Linked DNA regions of Urocitellus parryii: region 2 is linked to region 1. The links are chromatin contacts, called in public Hi-C maps. All regions are on one chromosome and are shown on one strand. Each heading gives the region's core, a stretch centred on a gene start, on an enhancer-like site or on the middle of the called end of the contact. The rest is flanking DNA. Distances are from core to core; before and after follow the strand shown.

What was found. A called contact is a pair of places that touch in the nucleus more often than the background predicts.
Region 2: a contact with region 1 is called in a Hi-C map of muscle, with 4 times the contacts expected there. The contact joins the promoter of Wipi1 here to the promoter of Arsg in region 1. A contact is called at or near these places in 2 of 2 Hi-C or Micro-C datasets (liver and muscle).

What each region holds. Positions count from the first base shown.
Region 1 is chr7:172,515,451-172,519,853 of mUroPar1.hap1, forward strand. It overlaps Arsg (arylsulfatase G), which reads left to right and starts at 1,292. Exons shown (of 12, transcript XM_077800875.1): 1 at 1,292-1,567.
Region 2 is chr7:172,660,989-172,664,947 of mUroPar1.hap1, forward strand. Wipi1 (WD repeat domain, phosphoinositide interacting 1) reads right to left here and starts at 2,627. Exons shown (of 13, transcript XM_026406644.2): 1 at 2,448-2,627. The coding sequence starts at 2,527.

The DNA.
Region 1 (4,403 bases), core at 42-2,541:
GATTTAGAAGCATGTAAATTTTATGGATTCTGTTATGAATTTTCTTTCCTCAAATAATTTTTAAACCATGGATTGAACTCAGGAGCCCTTGACCACTGAGCCACATCCCTGCCCTATTTTGTATTTTGTTTAGAGACAGGGTGTCACAGTTGCTCAGTGCTTCCCTGATGCTGAGGCTGGCTTTGAACTCTCCCACCACTGGGATTACAGGTGTGTGCCACTGTGCCTGGCAAATAATATGCTTTTAATTACCACCCATTCATTTATATTTTCTTACAAGGTAAGCACAATTTTAGTCTGGTAGGCTAGCATTAATCACAACCCTAGAAGTTCTGATTTCCTTGGTCAATAAATTAGGGATTACAGTTAACTGGACAAGGTATAAAGTCCATTTGTGCCTGGTCTGCACATGAGTCTGGACAAGGTTGACTGAAACAAATCATTCCCTCTTGTTAAGAATCGAACTAAACAAGCAATCTTAATTGCTGTGTATAACTAATTGTGTACACTTCTGGACAGTTTCTTAAAAGTGAAGTTTAAAAATATGATTTGTCTACTGCAACTACATTTTAATGTTCTATATTAAATCATAGTTTCAAAAAATAATCTTCACTAAATGACCAGAAATCCAGGCAGGTTTTTGCTCTGTAAATGCTGAATGGACATAGTATTGAACTACTAAAGATTTTCCACTGCCTAAAATACTACTTTAGAAATGTGAACTTGAAATGCTGTTCAGTTATAGGTCCTGTTCTGGACTTCCATGGAGTTAGCAGTGTATCTTCAATTGAGGGAGAGGATGAAATGGTGACATTTCAGTCCACACAAACTTCTACAGGGAGTGTTAAACAGAGGGACTGGGCAAGGCTCATCCATCTGTTCTTGTCCGTCTGCTTTTTTTAAGCATAAATTTCTCTGATAAGGTTCTTTTATTTATTTAGGTGTTGTGGATTGAACTCAGGGGGGCTTTATCACTAACCTACATTCCTCAGTCCTTTTTAAAAAATTTAAAGACAGGGTCTCGCCAAATTGTTGCAGCTGGCTTTGAACTTGCGATCCTTCTGCCCCCATCTCCCTGAGCCATTGGGATTACCAATTTGAGTCACTGACCCCCGCCCCATAATACTTTAAATTTCCAAGCCCTATGAGTTATAGAGGGCCTGGTTGTTTCTTCTTCAGACCCAAAGTGCTAAAATCCAAACAGGCAGCTCTGGGACTGCTATAGCTGGCCCTGCGCTCGCTCGGGCCCTCCCCAGCAGAGCAGGAAGCGCTTCGCTGTCCCGGCTGCGCTCTGGCGTGCAAGCGCGGGACCTGCAGCTGCCAGCAGCCGCGCCACCTGTTTCCGCCCGCAGGGACTTCCCCTAGCGGGATCCGAAGCGTGGAGTCCGCAGCCCGGCCTACCCCGGCGGGCGTCGGGGACCCAGGGTAACCTCCTCCGCCGCAGCCTCCGGTGCAGGCCTGTCTCAGGGGAGGCCCGCGCCACACCCACGCGTGCTGCACTCTGGGCTTGGCCTTGGAAAATCAGGATGGCGATGGCAGCTGAGCAGTGAGTGGAACCAACTCTCGGGTAGCTCATTTACAATGTGCTTCATTTAAAAGTTTCCATCTTCGTCACTTTCTAGATTCTGAGATCTAGAGCAGCACCGTCCAACAGAAATATCATACAAGCCACATGTGTAAGTTTAACTTCTCCAGTGGCCTCTTTGGCAACTGCAAAAAGAAGCAGGAGGGATTAATTTCAGTCACATAGTCAGCCAATGCATCCAAAATACAACATGTAATCATTATAAATATTAAGAGATTTTTTTTATATTCGTTTTTCATATCAAGTCTTCGAAATCCGGCGTGTATTTCACACTTACAGCACTTCTTGGTTGGGATTGGGCACATTTCAAGTGCTCAGCCCCTGTGGCTTGTGAGTGCTGTATTGGACCACGTAGCTCCAGATTAGTACAGTTTCTAGGCTGTCTGTAAAGATGTACCCAGGAAATTGGGCCAGTAGGAGAGGAAGGCTCCTCTAAGGGTCAGGTAGTGTCCTCTGGTAGCACAGTGAGAGCGAACGGGTTTGGGCACCCAAGGGTCGCTGGGTGCAGCCTTGACTGGGTTTTCCCTCATGCTTTTATTTTCTGGCACAGATAGCTTCCTACCCTCCCCTCTGGTTGCCAAAGGCCTGGTATCTCCTTGAGATGAATTTTCATTTTTGGAAACCAGTTGTAAAATGTTCATAATAGGGAGACTGTTGAGTCCATTTGTGGATGCAGAAGCAAGGCCATGTTAGAGGTCAAGCAAACTGTGGATAGTTAAACCAATGACGAAAATGGGATCAGAGCCCACGCGTCCTGATTGTGAGTTCTGGGTTGTTTTCGCTGTGCAACGTGACCTCATGGAAGGAGAATACCACCAGCCCAAAACCAAACCAATTTTTTTTTTTCAGGTTGTTTACAAAAGGGCTTATAAGATTAAACTTTCTTTCAACTTCTTTTCTATTCAAGTGGGGCCATCTGGGGTTGCTCAAAGTCAGAGAAATCAGTCCATGTACTCTTTGCCTTAGAGCCTCTGCCGGTGCATACACACACACACACACACACACACACACACACACACACACAAGAAAAAAGGTACACTGTTTAGAAAAGCAGTTATCAGTAGTTGAGGCATTAAAGGATCATAAAAAAATGTCAGTATGGACTGGGGATGTAAATCAGGGATAGAGTACTTAGCTAGCATGCATGAGGCCCTGGGCTCTGTCCCCAGTAAGAATTTTTTAAAAAGTGTATTTCCAAATAGCATAGAGAATTTTGAATGTTTCCAACAAAAAAATGATAAATGGGATGATATGCCAGTTACCCTGATCTTATCAGTAAACATTGGATACATGTAATGTCACATTGTACCCCATAAATATGTGTAATCACACATATGTGTAATTATATATGTCAAAAATAAAAATATATATATTCAAAATCTTCTGGAAAACAGGTGGTTAAAACAGAATCCACATGGACAATATGTTAAATCTCATAGCCCTCCATTTGCATATCTAACCTACTGTTAATTTCTGCTCTTGGATTCGTTTTTTCCCTCAAGCTGATACAGCCACATAGGACACTCCTGCTGGGTACCTTGAGACTTCTCCTCAGCTGCTGGACCAGTGGGCTCTGGGCATAGTGCTTCTGTCCTAATGTCCTCTACCTTTTTTGTAGCATACTGGGTCTCTTGAGCTTTATTTGTAAATAGATACCAGTTTTTTTTTCTCATGAGGGGAAAAAAGTCAATGAAAAATAATGAGCTCATTCATTCATTTACATATTTTTCATTCAATAATATTTATGGAACATCACCTGCTTCGTGTTAGGCCCTATTCAAAACCTTGAGGATATATAACAATGAATAAAAATCTGCTGTCCTGCCAGCAGGTGGTGCATCCTGTAGTCCCTGCATCTTGGGAGGCTGAGGCAGAAGGATTGCAGAATTGAAGCCAGTTTCAGCAATTTAGCAAGACCCTAAGCAACTTAGCAAGACCCTTTCTCAAAATAAAAAATAAAACAGGTCAGGAATGTGGCTCAGTGGTTAAGTGTCCCTGGGTTCATTCCCCAGTACAAAAACAAAACAAAAAACAAAAATGAAAAACTGTGATCCTAATGTATTAGTGGAAGAAACAGATAATCAAGGAATAAACAACTCCTTTTATGTCAAAGAATAGAAACATACTATTTTGGATAGGATAATCAGGAATGCCTTTGTAGGTAGGAGATATTTGGAGGTGACCAAATTAAAAGGTTACGACACATACACCTCTAAGTGAGGGTGTATCAGGCAAAGGGAACCTCAAGTGGTGTGGCCTGAGGCTTAGCATATTTGGAGAGGGGGGGAAGTACTGGCATTGGGAGTTCATCCAGTGCCCTTCCTTAAGGACCGATGTCTGGGGCTGGGGATATGGCTCAGTCGGTAGAGTGCTTGTCTTGCATGCACAAGGCCCTGGGTTCAATTCCCAGCACCACAAAAAAAAAAAAAAAAAAAAAAAAGGACCGATGTCTAACTTGTGATTTAAAAGGATTATCATGGCTGCTATATGGGAAATTAAGTCTCGGTTGTGGGTAGCAGGAATGGAAACTGGCAAACAAGCTAGAAGATGATGGTAACAATCCAGTTGAGATGATATTGGCTTAGATCAAGGGTGTGATGGAGTCTGCTGAAGCATTCAGGTTCTGGATATATTTAGAAAGGCAAGCTGATGGGGTTTGGCGAGGAGGGGGTGGGGTTGGAGGAGGAAGATCCAGAGTTGCCCTGGGGACATTTTACACTGGAGGTGCCTGATTGATTTCCATGTGCTGCCACGTGGGCACCTACAAGGCTGGAGCTCAGGGGCAAAGCTGGGACTAAGGCTGTGGAGGAGATGCTTA
Region 2 (3,959 bases), core at 1,377-3,876, 150 kb after region 1:
TTTTCAAAATGTAAGCCCTGATCCTAGAACTGAAGAATTTTGGTTGTTTTGGTTTCTGAGACAAGGTCTTGCCATATTGCCCATGCTGGTCTCAAACTTGTCAACTCTAATGATCCTCTCACTTCAGTCTCTGGAGTGGCTGGGACTACAAGTATGTAATACTGTGCCTGGCTCAGAATAATTTTATACATGTTTTAATGTCTACTGAGACCCAGAATCAAGGAATTAAGACTTAGACCTTATTTATCCATAAGACCTTCCAACAGAAACAAAATTATTTTTTCATAATATTGAAAAATTGATATTTGACAGACAACTTCTGAATTAATGTAAATGACAATGAATTGCATATATAGTCATTCAAAATATTTTCACTAAGCACTAAGTAGAACATAGAAACAAAATTCTTATCACTGTTCATGGGAATGGAGTTTGAGGCAAATACATATCACTAATCAAATTTAAAAATATATCCGAGGTATATAACATAGGGCCAAGCACAAAGTTGTAACATAGGACACTAGTAAGGATTGGTTCTCTGTACCCAGCTTTTCTAGATATACTGGATTCTAAACTCAGCCTATATTTATAGAAAAAGACACATTGACATCTCTGAATACATTCAGTAAGGGGCTTGACTTATTTTAAAATCCAATGTCATACCTTCCGTGGCTCAAATTGACTGTGTCAAGGACTTTTATTTATAGGTGAGACAGAGCTGCCCAGCAGAATCTTCATCCAAGAAAAGACGACTGACAGTAGGAACTAAGGAAGTTAATTTTCAAAGCACCCTACAGTTTTGAAAATAACATTCAGATCCAATTGCTATAGAAAGCTGGAACTGACTCTAGAATTATTTAATAACTGCAGCAAAGAACTATATATATATTTTCAAATCTAATAATATCACAATGCAGAATTTGGAATATTTACTACTTAGAAGTAAACTAACTGCTTTCCTTAACCTGTGTTTAATTAAGAAAAACATCACCCAGGCATTTCAACAGACACACTCTCTTGCAAAATATTTCTTACAAAACTTAAGAATTTTATCTGTTCTATCATGTGGGTTTCAACCCATGTGCAGATCTTAAAAACAGTTCAGTAGATTGCAAGCAGCTTTAAAAAAAAAGACATGAAAAATACCAAAGGGTATTGCACATAATATTTGCAAATATTTTACTATATGGGTATTGGGAGATGTTCTAATATGTGATTTTTATTGTGGGTTGTGGTAAAAAAAAAAAAAAAAAAAAAAAGCTTGAAAGCCATTCATCTAACCAAGCTGTCAAGCTACTTGATTACACATACAGTTTTTTTTTTCAAACAAAGGCATATTGTTCAGTACAGGGTGTTTTTAAACAAACACAAAGGGAAAGGCAACCAGGGCTGCTTATGGTACTCGATGGCCTTAATTACACCACTGAATGTTCAATATTAGCATAGCTCAGCTAGTCCCCTGACTCCAGACAAGGAACACAACAGAAACTGGTACAGCAGGAAGTGGGAAACAGGGAAGTGGCCATCCCTGCCTGATCTGCCTGATGCTCTGGGTGCACATTCCAAAGAGATTATTCCATATGGTCCCCAGGACTGCTGCCATGAAAAGAAGGAAAGAAACAGGCCTTTGCTTCTAAGACAACCCTGCATATGCCCGAAGCACAGTTCAGTAATCCCCAGTTCTGTGACCAAAGTCCAAAAGTGAACACCAAAGTGAAACATTAAAAATCTACTCCAGAGCAACAGGCTGGAGCTCCAGCTTCCGGGAGAGAAAGCAGTCAGGGCCCAGGAAAGGGCCCCTGGACTCCCAGAGGGGATTCTGCGTGGCTGGCTGGGCAATGGGAAAACAATCAGAGAAAGGAAAAGGTTTCTTACATCTAAAGTGGCCAGAAAAGATGCTCTGCTCTGGGGCTGGCCTGGCCGCAGGGATAGGCTGCCTCTTAGTACGAGGCCCTGCCCAGATGCCACGTTGAGATGCTCAAGGACAAATGGGAAAGTTTTTCCTGTACTCCCATCTTCCTGGGCCCTAACTACATCGTCTCGGGTTAACTTGCGACTTCCCCCTCCACTTCCATCTCCTTTGTTTTGGATACTGCCCCTCCTTCTCAGAACCCCCACACTTAGGTCACCAGCTTTCCCACCGCCCTGTCCTTCTCACCCCCCACATTCCGTGGCCTCCTCAGCTCCACTCCCTTTGCTAACTTCCTCCCTTCATCCTGTCCAGCCTCTCGGCAGGCGCGGGGTGTCGCGGTGGATCAAGCCCCACCGAGGGAGGGGGCCAACAGGACCCCGATCCCTGCGATGCAACAGCTGGCAGTCCTGCCGAGGCCCTCTGGCTGGCAAGCCCGCGCCTCTCTCGCCACCAGTCGCGTTCTGGACACCACCCTGAGGTCGCTCGCGGCGTTCTGTTTCCCACTTCCCCGGCAGAGGCTGGCGCCGCAGCTTACGTGCAGTCTTGGTTGAAAGAGAAGCAGCTGAGCGCCGCCTCGACCCCGCCTGGGGGCACGTCCATGGCCTCGGCCTCCATCGGGGGCTCGACCCGGGAAGCCGTAGCTCGGAGCCGGCGACAGCCACCTCAGCGCCCGCCCGCGGCGGCTCCCGGGGGCCGGGGCGCTGGTCACGCCCACCCCCCAGCCCCGCCCTCGAGTCGCCCCGCCCACTGGTCTGGCGGAACCGAGCAGCTGACTGGGCGGGGCTCTTCCGTCAGCCACCATTGGCCATGAGCCCAGGCCGCGGCGGGCGAGCTCCGCCCCCTTGACCAATCCGCGGCGACTGTGGGCGGAACCGTTCTTCTAAAGACCCGCCCCCGGATCGGCGACTGGGCTCTCCATTGGTCGAATGTGCGTGAAGCCGAGGCAGCAGGCCACGTGGTAGTGTTTTCATTGCCAGAGCCACCCAGCTGAGAGCGAGGAGCTCTGAACTGGAGCAGCTGTGGGGTGGACCTGCCGGCTGCGGTCTGGCGTCTGCGTCAGACCGCCGCGAGGAGACAGGCGGACGCGCTGCTTCCCACCCCACCCAAACCCCGGTCATGTGTAACCCTTTGCCTATTAAACTTACGGAATTTAGTAGACAGGGTTAGACGCCAAAGCCCCACCCTTTTGCAGAGTCCTTACATTGCTTTGAGAAAAGTTCCCCAAACAGAGCTGCTAGGCAAGGCAGATAGGAAATTATCTATTGTGCAGTTGAGAGATCTTACTAATGCCAGGCACTGCGTTAACTATGTATGTTATCTTGTTGAGTTCTTATGGAACCCTGTGTAAAAAGTATGATTGTACCCAATTTATAGAAGGAGCTATTGAAGTCCTGAGTGGCAAAACAATTCATCTAAAGTGACAATAGATGATAGAATGTGTAGTTTTCTTTCAAGATCTGTGCGCCAAATGACTTTGCTAACTGTGTTTAACAAGAGCTGATTTTTAGCTGCAAAAATGAAAGTATCCTAGGATGGAGTAGTTTGGGAAAGGGATAAAGTCTCCAAGAGGTAGCACAATTAGAAGCTCTTGTAATTCGAGATGAATTCTGACAAAAGATTTTTCTTCCCCAGGCTAAATGTGTGTTGCACCTGTATGGAATTACTCTTAAAACATTTTGCGAATTGGAAGTTCTTTCCAGCCTTGGATTTATAATTCGTGGCCAATTTTTAATTCATGTCTTCAAATTTTAAGATGGAATAATTCTAATGATTGTTATATCGCAAAGTTTTAGATTAGTGTAGTTCAGATTTACCCAAATTATGACAAAATTATATATATTCTTAGAATGGATGAGCAAAGAGCACTATATCACATAAGTGTTTCTGGTTAGATTTCTTGTTTGAGTTTTCTGAGATGCAAATGTAATAGTTTCTTTTCTCAATTGATATGTAAAAACAAAGTTCTCTGGGGGCTAAGGTTGTGGCTCAGTGGTAGAGGGTTTGCCTTGCACGTGTGAGGCACTGGGTTCAATCCTCAGAACCACAT